Linked DNA regions of Danio rerio: regions 1 and 3 are each linked to region 2. A link is a contact called in public HiCAR-type and HiChIP or PLAC-seq data. All regions are on one chromosome and are shown on one strand. Each heading gives the region's core, a stretch centred on a gene start, on an enhancer-like site or on the middle of the called end of the contact. The rest is flanking DNA. Distances are from core to core; before and after follow the strand shown.

Evidence for each region. HiCAR-type assays count read pairs that join an accessible place to other places. HiChIP or PLAC-seq counts read pairs in DNA pulled down with a chosen protein or histone mark.
Region 1: an H3K4me3 HiChIP or PLAC-seq map of gastrula embryo shows a contact between it and region 2, with 3 times the contacts expected there. The contact joins the promoter of prdm14 here to the promoter of ncoa2 in region 2.
Region 3: a HiCAR-type map of caudal fin shows a contact between it and region 2, with 10 times the contacts expected there. The contact joins the enhancer-like site here to the promoter of ncoa2 in region 2. A contact is called at or near these places in 9 of 18 Hi-C or Micro-C datasets (caudal fin, embryo, hematopoietic stem cells and 2 more) and 4 of 4 datasets of contacts at active chromatin or transcription factors (caudal fin, embryo, gastrula embryo and 1 more).

The regions. Positions count from the first base shown.
Region 1 is chr24:15,916,403-15,921,031 of GRCz12tu, reverse strand. It overlaps prdm14 (PR domain containing 14), which reads right to left and starts at 1,833. Exons shown (of 7, transcript NM_001163831.1): 1 at 1,287-1,833; 2 at 858-916; 3 at 1-134. The coding sequence starts at 1,833. LOC137489222 (a long non-coding RNA gene) reads left to right here and starts at 1,810. Exons shown (of 6, transcript XR_011008603.2): 1 at 1,810-2,517; 2 at 2,763-2,906; 3 at 3,624-3,740; 4 at 3,833-3,874; 5 at 4,220-4,343.
Region 2 is chr24:15,705,963-15,710,086 of GRCz12tu, reverse strand. ncoa2 (nuclear receptor coactivator 2) reads right to left here and starts at 2,420. Exons shown (of 22, transcript NM_131777.1): 1 at 2,331-2,420.
Region 3 is chr24:15,877,108-15,881,218 of GRCz12tu, reverse strand. The region is part of intron 12 of ncoa2 (nuclear receptor coactivator 2); the gene reads right to left. Among named protein-coding and RNA genes, the nearest start is that of prdm14, 40 kb to the left of the region's middle. Within about 2 kb of position 1,473, at least 10 of the 62 cell types and tissues checked have an H3K27ac peak or open chromatin away from gene starts, as enhancers often do. A contact at or near this core is called in caudal fin, pancreas and skeletal muscle, where this site is marked.

The sequences.
Region 1 (4,629 bases), core at 584-3,083, 210 kb before region 2:
TATATCTGTCCGTCACACTGCACCGCTATCAGGTTCTGCTCTTCAGGAAAGCGCGCGCACTTCACCAAGGACATCCAATTCCCTGGAGCGCCTCTTCCATCCACAAAATGACTCAAGCGGCCGTTCTCAAAGATCTACACATATGGGGAACACGCTTGGAATTAAATGCGAGCATCAGAAAAGCACATCTTTTAAAATGCTGTCTTTTTTGCGCTGGGTTGAGGTTTTTTTTTCAAATGTTTTGGATAAATTGTGGTCTATTTTAACCCACCCATATTAAAAATAATAATGGTTGTACAGTTACTACAAATAAATTAAAAATTCTAATTTTTCAGGATGTTATAAATGCCCCCCTCCCCCATCTATAAAGGTAACAATGCGTTTGTTTTCGAGTTCTTTTCAATCTCATCATGGTCTTTGCCTTTTGAATTGATGCATTTCCTTAAGGAGATAAAGGTTTATGTACGTTTTAGTTTATTTAATGAATCTTTGCTGTGCTAAAAGGCATTGTTTTGATGAAAACATAATTACATAAAATATATATTTTATTATAATAAAAAGTTTGTCTGTTGTCAAATTATGGAGTCAGTCAAAGCAACTTGCTCTCTGTGGTTTGCATTTTCTCTACCAATGCAAGCCTTTTTCTAAGAAGAATGTTTGAGTGAAAGTTTTTTTTTTTACTTTTAAAATGTTTCAATTAAGGAATTATGGTAGGTATGTACAACACGCATACACTTTCACCGTTTACCCATCTTGCTCAGTCAGGTTAGCCCATTCTTACACAGCTACTTGGGCCAAAACACAACAATTTTTACAGTGCTTTTATCAACTTTTTTTTCCCCAAACTTGCAATTTACCTCCCACATGAGTGTGTTGTCGTCATAGGTCTTGATCTCACTTGTGTTTACCAGTTTGCCTTGAAAGGGTCCAAACCTGGTGCCTTTTGGAATTGTACTTTTATCAGCGAAAGCTCCATAATGGGAAAGGCTTCCACAAGTAGTTTGGAGAATCGATATGCCTGAAAAATTAAGACACACGAACACACTATGAAGCTGCCATGTCAAAATTCAAATATATACTCAAAGAATGAATAAAAAGTTCCGATACCTTCAGGGAGTTCAAATCCTTCGATATCAACAGGGAGAATCTGGCGATCAGCTAAATAATTGGGGGAGAAAAAGTTTTAAACGAAGATCTTGAATAGTTTTATTCACATTATTATTGTTCCAAGAAATTACTTTGTATTAAATAGACCTATAATAAATTAAAGTGATTCTTGGACCAACCTGTGCTGGGAGGAAATGATAATCCAGAAATAGCATGTCCAGCATTTTGTCCTTGTTTTTTGGAATATCCGTACAGGACGGTAAAGAGGTCCTCCTCTGTAAAACTGTAGGTGCGCGCGTGTTCGGGAGTGGGATGTGCGGCCTGCGGGCAGCTGAAATTGTCCTTAACCGGAGAAGATAAAGCCGAAGAAGACTTTACACTGGACGGGCTGCTGAAATCAGACAGTGAGCCAGTGCTCTGGTCCTCGTGTCTGGCGTTGTACACGCTTTGCGAAGGCTGGATGTGCTGGAAGTACGGAATGTTGGACACATTAAGGATCTGTTCATGGAATATCGCGCTGTTGTGGCTGAAGAAAGGAGTTGCTCCGCTAAAGTTAAATGGCATGATCGTCTGCGCGTCGGTCACCATGCGGCCCAGAGACTTGAGGGGATGGAAGATGCTGTGCGCGCTCTTGAGGACGTCCGCGTAGTGCGCGCCGGGCAGAGATGGGTAGACAGCCAGACTCCTGTCTCTCACTGCGGGGTGACTGGAGAGAGAAACCGACATCTCTACAGCCAATGACTGATCCAAGGACACTTGCAGTTTGAAGTCAGTCCTGTAGACTGTAAACATATTATTTTAATTGTATCATCTTTGTTAATAACAAATAAATAATAAAGTTTACACAGTTTTGTAGTTTGAAAGTGCAGTTAGTTTGCAGGTTGTAACTATATCAACACTTTAGTTTAAGGCATTACCACGCTGATAAAGGATCTTAAGAGGCATTTAATGCTTTGACTAAAAACTTTTTCTTAAAAGTTCTCCTTTTAACAAATTGATTCTTTAACCTATCAATTTATTTTCAGTTAGAACTGTTCACCAAAGGGACACCAAAATTGGTTCTTTATTCTGGAAATATTTGTTGAAGTGCACTGTTAGACATTTCTGTAAATTACACAGTTAATTACTGTATTTCACCCAGTGTAATACTGCAAATTCCTTTTACGGTAAATAACTGTATTTACCGTTGCATTATGGGAATTTAGTGTGACGTCGAACAACATATACAGCGATGTACTGTATTTGTAAAAATTCGTGTATTATACTGTATTTTCCACAACTGCTTCAACGCCACCTTGCGGCGATTCGACTACTCTGCACCACATTTTGCCTGAGGACCCTGGAGCAATTCTGGAGGACAATTTATTAGTGTGCCTGAAGAACATACTGGATTTAACAAACTTTACTCTGGTAAGCTGAGGCAGTGTTTCATTTTACAGAATGTTTTGTGGACGAGAATAGAACAAAGTAAAGTATAAAGTTGGCTATTATTATTTTCTCTGGCTTGGCGTTATTTCGCCCATTTGAGAAATATATCATCTATTAAGATGTTACCTTTATTTAATTTATTACATTAACACTACTATTACTTTAAATAAGACTGTTTATGACTATTAGCCATTGTTCTCGTCATATCTTTTTATTTATTTACATAGGAACCGGTGTTGCAGCGGGTTTTGGTTTAGGAGGGAACCAGAGGTATGCAGACAGTTTTGGAGGACACTTATCACGAGACAACGGTCCGGCAGAGAGTGTTTTCCCCCAGAAGAATATGAATGAAAGACCATCAAATAATCCAGGTAAAAGCGCGTCTGTCTGTGCTGACAACACTCGACATTGATTTGAGCACCTCTATTAGCATATGTTTGCTCGGCAACATTGGCTGAAGCGATCTTAAAATGGTAATGTTAACTGTTAGCTAAACTGAGCTAAGTTTATACTGAATTGGACTCAAACTCATTTTAACGTGCAACGTTTAACTTATATTGATTTATACTTTATATATATTAGATGTTGTGAACTTATTTTTCTCTGGTTTAGAGTAACTTATATCGTTAGCTTGAGAAAATAACATCGCGACGTAACCTATAAGAACGTTAACGTAAATCTACAATATGCATAGAGGTAAAGTTGGTTTTATATTCGCACATTCGTTCATTTAGAAGACTCTTACGTTATACTGTTTACCATGTTACTTTGAATATTCGATCAGAATTAGCATGCCAGTATGACTTGAAATCAACATTAACACTGTTTATTTGACCGTGAGCATGTTGTACTTTGATAGTCGTTAGCTGCTAAAATGATTTCACTATTTAGAGTTTGCAAATAATACTTTTATGAAATTAAATTATTAAGGGGGAAGTCTGAATCTGCTAATATAAAACCAACTTTACCTCTATGCATTATGCTAATAACCACCTTTTTGCTATTTATTGTTTGCTAATTATTTTTTTATCACAACTCTTGACATTTGGTTTAACATAATTGTTACCATTATATTTTTTTCTGTTTAGATATGGCACTGGTACAGCAGCAGGTTTTGTCTGAAGAAACAAACAGCATTTCGGAGGAACATCTTGATCAGCACAGCCTTATGCTTAAAAAATAAGCAAGACCAGTAAGCAACAAAGGTAAACAAATAAAAAAAAAGTTGTGTGGAGGTTGTGGATTGTAGCATGGTATTCTTATCTGTATTTTTGGCTTTTTTATGGTCTCAATATAGAATACTGGGAGCCTGCCTGTGCAAACTGGACCTCATACAACAGTAAGTACTGTACATCTATTTGTTTCTCAATATAGTAACGTTACTTTTAATACAAAATGTGTCACATGTTTAGTTGCTAGCTAAATAAAAAATCTTTTTCCCTTTTTTATTAAACCATTTAGTAGGGTTTTTTTTCATCTTTGTTTATAATATTTTTGAGCAGATTGAGGTCTGTCATGGGTCAGACATTTTAAAATACAATAATTAGTATTGGGATACATGCATTTGTCTATGTATTAAATGTCTTTTTCCCCATTTCATGTTGCCTAAATATTTTGTAATATTAAATAATAAATATTATTATATTAAATAAAATAATAAAAATTTTTGTATAAATAATTCCAGAGGATGAAACAAAATGCACAGCAACAACCAGAGTGAGCCAGAAGAAGGCAGGAGAAGTAGTGAATGACAACCATGAACAACAGTGTTATCCTTCTTTCACCAGCTAACTGAGAACTTGGATTAGGTGAGACACTCTCAATAGTTGTATCAGTATTCAGTCTGTTTTAGTTTATTAGGAATACATAAAACAAATAGTCTAATCTGTCCTGCTGTGAATCAACCCATCACAAATGCTACAATGTTTTTGTAAAACCTTGTTAGGGGAAAAAATAAACAGGACATTCTGGTTAGTTCTCTTTTAAACATGGTAGTGAGCAGGTTATGAGCAGGAGCCAGTTGCTCAGTACCAGCTGAAAACTAGCCCAACCTAGCTGCCATGCTTCAAAATAATTAACCAGTATATGATTTAT
Region 2 (4,124 bases), core at 1,171-3,670:
GAGCGAGTTTGAGTCACTTGTACATACTGGAAGTGTTCAGGAAAAGCAAAACAGAAGCGAACAAAACTCGACACAGGGGAACATTTACACCTCACTGCCAACTAACGTTTCGGAAGTGTTAATGCAGACCAACAAAGACAGCGCGCAGAAGTATAAATGCACAGCTGCGCGCGTTGCCTGCACCGTGAGTTACGCCAGTCACTTGACGCAGAAGTATAAACCAGGCTTAAAGTGTTACTGAATTATGCATAAACTACAAGCATTGATACATGCAACAAAGCAAATATAAATGTGACAATAAACAGTGCATGCATTAAATGTAAATGTAAAAGTGACACTGCAAAGTCAACTTAACCATGCATATCTTTGCAAAGTGACTATTGCGGATGCAAACTTTGTGATATCGATGCTGAAATATTATATGTACAGATGACATGGAAAACCACTACAAACAGTGCATTATGAGTGCGTTAACATTAATCATAGAATTACTAAATTGCTTCATTGTTATGCAAATGAACAACCAAAACACACTACAAAATTTTGGCAAAATTTGCGTTTTTGCAAACGTTCCACATTACTGACTTAAATATTAGTGTGCACTTTTTTTTTGATTTGCACAATATATCGTTTCAGTATCGTGATCGCTCTAATAGATTATAATTACAATACAGCCTTTCTGAATTATTATTTTTTAGGCTTGTAACTGTGAAAATTTTAAAACCATTCAGGCATAAGAAATAGCACCACTTGATTTAAAAAAAAAAAAATAACGATTAATTTAATTGAATTGTTAATAAAACAGAGACTATTTATAATTATGGATTAGATTATTCAATTACTTTATACCTGAATATAGATTGACTCATTGGAAAACAATAAAATGCTTTTTATTTAGATAGTATATATTTTCTTTATTAAATTAATATATGCTTGTAGATTGTTTCTTATATTTTATGCTTATACTCTCCAACAGAATCATCCCAATCAATCTAAAATAATAAATTCTTTCTAATATCATAATATTACAATATTCAATGCCAATATTGTGCCCTAATAGACAGACAAGCACAGACATGCTACTCTGTTTAAACCATAAAAAACATAAGGATTTTGGTAATCACCAGTACTGTTAGTTTAGTGGTTATTGCTGTAAGCTGTTAATGGAACCATTAATAAACTAAATCCTGGATATAGAATCGAATACAAACAATTAACGTTACCGATCCCCACGATAGCAATCCACAAATTCAAATTAGAAATAAATAAAACAATGACCTGCGTTTATAAAGAGAAATTCCATCAAAACTGTATGAAAACAAACACTCAACCAGATATGCATGGCCAAATAAGAACTCGCGCATCTCCCTCGTGTTAAACTAATGAGTTATGAGTTAAATGCTAAGGTGCATCTAAACATGACCTAGACCCACTGAACTACCCGGCGTTGTGACTCGTGACGTCAGACGACCGTAAAACATCGTCACGGCGACTACGAACTCAGTCGACCAAAGTAAAAAAAATCTTCTGGATGACAAAAGCAGCCCATGCTCCACATATAATAGCGGAGTCCAGGCAAATCACGAGGTAAAATGCTAATTAGCAGCATTCCCAATCCCATCCACCGGCGCCCCAACTTTTCCTTTCTCCACGGAGTCGAGCTCCCGAAAACCGAACCGTGGCGTGCAGTAGTTGAGCAAAGAGCTGACTCACTAATCTCAGCCCTCGCTGAGACTGTCAAATAACACCGCGCATTTACTTTCAGCACAGCGATAGCAACATTATTGCCTTCAGCCTCTAACGTTAGCTTCGGAACTCGCGATGTAACACGAGTGTTCCCGGGGAACTCCATTAACACGTTACAATGTAGCACTTTTCTCCGCCCGCTAAAGTTAAAAAGCCCACAAATAATGTTCAAAGCAGACTCCAGCGCGAGTCAAATGGAGGCTCGCAGGCTAACGCTAGCCAGGCAAATAAAGAGGGGGGAGCTGGCTAAACTTAATCGCTCAAATGCAAGCAGCGCGGGCGAATCAAGTAAATCAGCGACACAGCCGAAATGTTTGAACAATAACTGCCGTGCCTCCGCTTGAAGGTCGCTCAAAGAGATTTGTTTACACTAAGGCAACAAGCAAAACAAAACTCCCCAACTCTGCAAAGTGACCAGGCTGAAATAGCGAGCGTAGCTGGTTTAGCAAGCTAATGCAGGATACCGCCGCCGCGGAACTGTGATTGGATCCTGCAGCGAGTGGGTAAAAAAATCGCGTTACAAAGCCTCCACAAACCGCCATTCACCGGCAAACATAGAAGATTTGCAACCATGTCGAACTTACGGTGTTTGGTTTCCTCCTAAATCCCGTGCGTTATGTCCAGCTCTGACCTTCGGCTTGGTGAAACAGCATTATAGTTAACTGCCGCCGCCATGTTCCTGCTGCCGTATGCCTAACGATGGCTGGCTGCTTGTTTATCTCGCCAGCAAAACCTCCCCCACATACTACGGGCACCAGTATCTACTCGTTTACTCTAGCCTGCATAGCAACCTTGCAGCGAGCAACGGGGCAAAATGATGATACAGCAAACATAAGGACACGGCTCACCAGTTGGATAGCAATTTCCTAGGCTTTGTGCTTTCTAAACTCCAAGTGGATGTTTCATAATATTAGAGAGGGAATCAAAGCTGTGTCGAAAAGGCAGTTTGCCACATTTAAAGTGCTGCTGTGGGAGAAAAAGTGTGCCAGAGTGGTCAGGTTACGAGCCCTTGTTGTTGTTATTCCAAAGCCAAAGCAATCTGCACTCTATTATCAATGTCATAACAGGTTCATTAAAAACCAAGTTAGATGAGCCACGCTGGAAACCAACATCACATCCTGCTTGTGATGATTCACTTCAAGGCTGTTGATGTACATTTTAAATGTTTGTTTTGCCTAATTTAATCAAATAGAAACTTTTTAGGAAAACAAAACAGTACCAGCTTTTGGAAGGGATGGTCCAAATGTTTTGTATGAAAATAGTAAAAAGCCTAATTTAAAAACAAATTTACCAGTGTTTTTTAAGTTTAAATGTTCAATTGGTTGTCAGGCTGGTCTTAAAAATGTATAAAATTTAAGTCAAATTCAAGTGGCCCAAAAACACAGGGTATATTTACAGAAATAAAATATGGTAAAATACAATCCTATAATATGAATTTCTCAAAAGCCTATTCTAATTAAGTCAAGATGTATTGCCTTGATTACAAAATGCCCATTTCACAAACAATTAGGCCATTTTATCTGTAAAATTGAATGACAACAAGGTGTTTTAATTTGAGGACAGTAAACCGACAGATGCAATTCTATATTGTACCAAGTGGACAATCAATTAATTTATTAGGAAGCCTCGAGACATAACTGCCTTAAATTAAACCCAAGATTTACAGAAAAATTATCAATTGTTGTTGATCTAATTGTGAAATTATCACTTTAGAAAAAAATAAAAATATTAAAAATAATAATTAGAAAGATTAGCCTATATTATAACAAAATATACAGTGCTCAGCATTTATAAATACACATCTCACGAATATTTTAATTTATTATTTTTAATAGGAAGCTATACAATATTATATTTGTGCATACACATTAGATTATTCAATACTGAAGCCAAATCTGGAGCTTATCTAACAAAATGACTTATGATAATGGTCCAAAAGCTAGTACCCACAAATTTATGTTATAGGAAAATATTAAATGCAAATTTTAAAAGAAGGAAAAATCAAGAGAAGTAAAAAAATGAACAATTTTTTAAAATTGTGTTGTAATTTTGTTGTCATATTTTGCTTCAATTGAATTGTATTATCTTTCAATTTCTAATTAAGTTTGACTAAAATATTATTTTAATAAATATATCTGATTAATAAATCTAAATTGCTTAAATGCACCCAAATACATTGCCTATCTTCACTGAGAAATGGATAAAGCTATTCAAAATGGGGTTATGCTAAACACTGTATGTGTGGGGTTTTTAACATTTTAACCATTACATATATAAACAACAGCAACAATTTGCAATAAAATTACTTTAGTCAGAGCACTGATGTTAACAAAAGTTAGCAATTTGTTAGTGTTTATTAATATATGTTAACATTTAGT
Region 3 (4,111 bases), core at 224-2,723, 170 kb before region 2:
ACTAAAAAAAGACTTCCTTGAGAAGAAAAATATGTTTGAAATACTGTGAAAAAATCCTTGCTCTGTTAAAAATCACTTGGGAAATATTTGTAAAAAAATAAAAATAAATAAATAAATAAATAAAAGAAATAAATATGTAATTAAAATTAAATGTATAAAAAACAGAATTTCCAACAGCTATTTACTATTAATATTATTCAAAACCATTCATGACCATCTAGGATAATCCAGCAAAAAATAGAGCTTAAAATGTCACTAAAATGCAGTATTTAATCAATAAAAATGAGGAAAATAACTGCAAAAAGGTCCACATTTTGAGAAAAAAAGAACCACCCCTTTTACCAGGCTAACTACAGGCCTGGAACCTCTTGTGTTTCTTACGAATTGTTCCCTTGCTGCAATAAGATTAAAATCTTGGAGTCTTTGAATAATTTTTGATCCTGACAATCTTATTTAAAGATGAATCAATTAGGCAATTTCATACATCACTGCTGAATAAAAGCATACATTTAGAAAAAAGTAAACATAAAATAAACATAATTAAATAAAAATATCTGAAAAGTAATGTCTAAAGAGTACTAAAAATTTAAAGAATGCCTTTTAAAAAGTATTTCATTTACAAACATTCATTCATTCATTCATTCATTTTCTTGTCGGCTTAGTCCCTTTATTAATCCGGGGTTGCCACAGCCGAATAAACCGCCAACTCATCCTGCTAGTTTTCACGAAGCGGATGCCCTTCCAGCCGCAACCCATCTCTGGGTCATTTACAAACAATGGTATTAAAGGGTTTCTGTGTAAACATTATGGACTGTACAGTGAACAACTATTATGTAATTGACAAAATGTATATAAAAATAACTCTTTAGCTTAATAAGTTGACAGCAGTTCACAGTCAACATGCAGGCAACTGAAATGATGCAGGTGAGAAACAAAAGTGTCATGAGAAACTTCAGTTCAGTTTCGGTCAGCCTCTGGGCACACTTCAGTAGTTTCTGGGTGTTTTGCAGAAATGATGACATGTATCTAAAAGCAAAGTGCTGCGGGTTCACTTCATCTTCGTGATGGCATAATTCCAAATATTTTTGCAAATACATTAAGACTGTGATTACATAATGTTTCCTTGGCTGACACATTGTGAACAAATGAAGCAAATAAAATAAAAATAAAAAAACCTCCTCAGATTCTTAAACATGACGGCTCTCTATTGGCATCAATTGTCCCATGAAAAATTTTAACATACATGAAACCTTTACAGTCCACAAAATTAATTTCTTTACACTATGAAAAATGAAACATTCCTTTTCATAAATTAAAAATGGTTCTTATATGGCATTTATTTATAACTTTTATGTTGAAGTGTTCAACACACAAACGCATGCAATCTGGATAAGATTATGATGTCAGTGCTGGTTAAAGGTGACATGCGGTTCTTTTAAAGGTAGCTGATTACCCAACAACAAACTCAAAGCAAAGCTCAAAGTGTGTTACATTAGTCTAATCTTCTTACATGTGAGATCATGAGGGTGTGTGTGTGTGTTTGTCCATAAATGTTAGCAATGAAGCAATTACTTGGCTATTTGTATACAAGCAAGCATGCCTGGAAAGAACTTGGCGTATGGAATAGATACAGTATGCATTGCTTCAGATTCAATTTTCTCTTTTAGAGAAGAAACACAGTACAGGACTTTTGCCTAACAACTAAAACACTGCATTGAGCATGTGTCAATGGCACTTTGCAAAGAAACACCACAGCACACACCTGCGCAAACACAGTCCTGTAGTCTGCCATTGTTGTTTTCGTTGTAACATGCATACTTGTATACTGAACAGGAAGTGCACGCATACAAACCATGTCAACATTTTCACAAAATCCTGTTTTTGTAGTTTAGTTTACACAAGATGATAAACATAGTAAAAAAAAAAAATTGCACTTGATTAAAAAAAAAAAAAACATGTTTTTTTCTATTTCGGCTCTGTAAAAAATAACCAAAATGCATTATGTTTCTTCATCCTCCATCATGTTGTAAATGAAAGGAAAAAACTAAACAAAAAAAGACCAATAATAAAAAAAGAAAAAACCAAACAAATCAAAAATCATTTAAGTTTATAATATTTATCTTACTCCATCAAATGTAAAGTTCTTTACATTTAAAAAGAAAAACCACCAGCAAATACATGAAAAACAAGTTAACTTATGCCATATCACCCCTAGGGGTGTGTGTGCGTGTGTGTGTGTGTGTGTATGTAAGCATATATGTGAGTGTGTATGTACATCATGTACATGTACTACATGTGCATACTTGAGTGTGTGCTTACATACATGCGTGTGTGCATGTAAACGTAGATTCACATTTGTGAGTGTTTGCATTGTGTAGATACAGTGCTCAGCATATATAAGTTCACCCATCACAAATCTATCTTTTAAATTCATGTACATTAGATTTATCAGTACTGAAGCCAAATCTGGAGCTTACAGTATCTAACAAAAAAACTGATGATAACGGTCCAAAAACTAGTACAACCAAATTTATGTTATAGAAAAATAATGAATACAAATAAAAAAAGAGGAAAAATTAAGAGAAGCAAAAAAATTTGTAGGTTGTAATTTTTTTATATTTGCAATATTTAGCTTGAATTTAATTGTATTATCTTTCAATTTCTTAATATGTTTGATGACTAAAATATTATTTGAATAAATATATCAGTTTAATAAATCTGTTTTGTTTAAATGCATAAAAATACATGTCCTATATTCACTGAGAAATGGATCAAAATATTCATTTTCAAAATAGGGTGTACTCGATTATGCTAAGCACTGTATATTGCATGTGTGAGTGAGTGTGTACCTATGTATGTCCATGTGAGTGTGTGTGTACATGTGCGTTTGTGAGTAAGTGTGTGCATATGTGACTACGTGTGAATAAAGCGAGTTCGTCATTGTGCGCATGTGTAAGAGCACATGTACATATGTGTATGTGTGCATGTATGTAGACGTGTGCATGTGTATACTGTACATTTCCAAAACAGCCCCACAACATGATGCTGACGCCCCATACTTCACAGTTGGGATGGTGTTCCTAGGCTTGTAAGCTTTCCTTTTTGTCCACCAAATGTATGTAAATAGTTCGATCTTAGTTCCAACGGACCACAGGACATGACTCATTTTACTCAGTGTAATTTAGCTAATTGCAATCTGGCTTTTTTTTTTTTTTGATTGTGGCTTGTTAATTTTCCAATGCTGTCAGAAAAGGTAGCAGTGTGTTTTAGTTTTTTTCTTAAATACTATTCTACAGTTGTGCCTACAATTAACTCAAAGATGGTCAATTAGCCAAACAAAAATTTCCAAAACATTGACACCATTATCTGAGCTTTTTCAAAGGCATAATAATCTTATTGTATGTAAACTTGACTTTCAAGAAAATGTATAACAATTTCTCAAAAATATCTCTCATTATTCTGCTATTAGCATAACAGAAACAAATTTGATAATCCTAACTTACCTAAAAGAGAAAAAGTTTAGTCACATTAACATCTGACTTTTTTTAATGGTTATGTGCATTTTATACAGTGTATGTAAACTTCTGGTTTCCACTGTATTGTATCATACAAAACAAAAGTATAGTCTCATATTATCGTTTAAACCATGGTATCTTAAAATACAGTGTTTTTGGTTATAGTTTTTATAACTTGTATGAGTGCAACATATTATATGACATTATGGGGATGCAGACAGAAACTTAAATATAACAGCATCATGAGAAAGTTGTAATCTTCAAATGTTTTGCGATAGACTTAGCAATACTTTTATTTTGTATTTTTATGTTGAACCTGTAAATCATTCGTTTTTGAAAAGTGTATATATTATATATATATATATATATATATATATATATTAGGGATGTAACGGTATCAAAATATCACGATACGGTAATACGTCGGGATGAACGGCACGGTACGGTATTTATTGAATCATTTAAAGGAAAAACAAAACTATTGAAGAGACTTAAAAAAAGTGCTAGAATGTTCAGGTTACCTCAACACTGAACAGATCAATGACATACAAATTATCTATTTGTAAACTTTCAAACAGGAACTTAAATTATTTAAT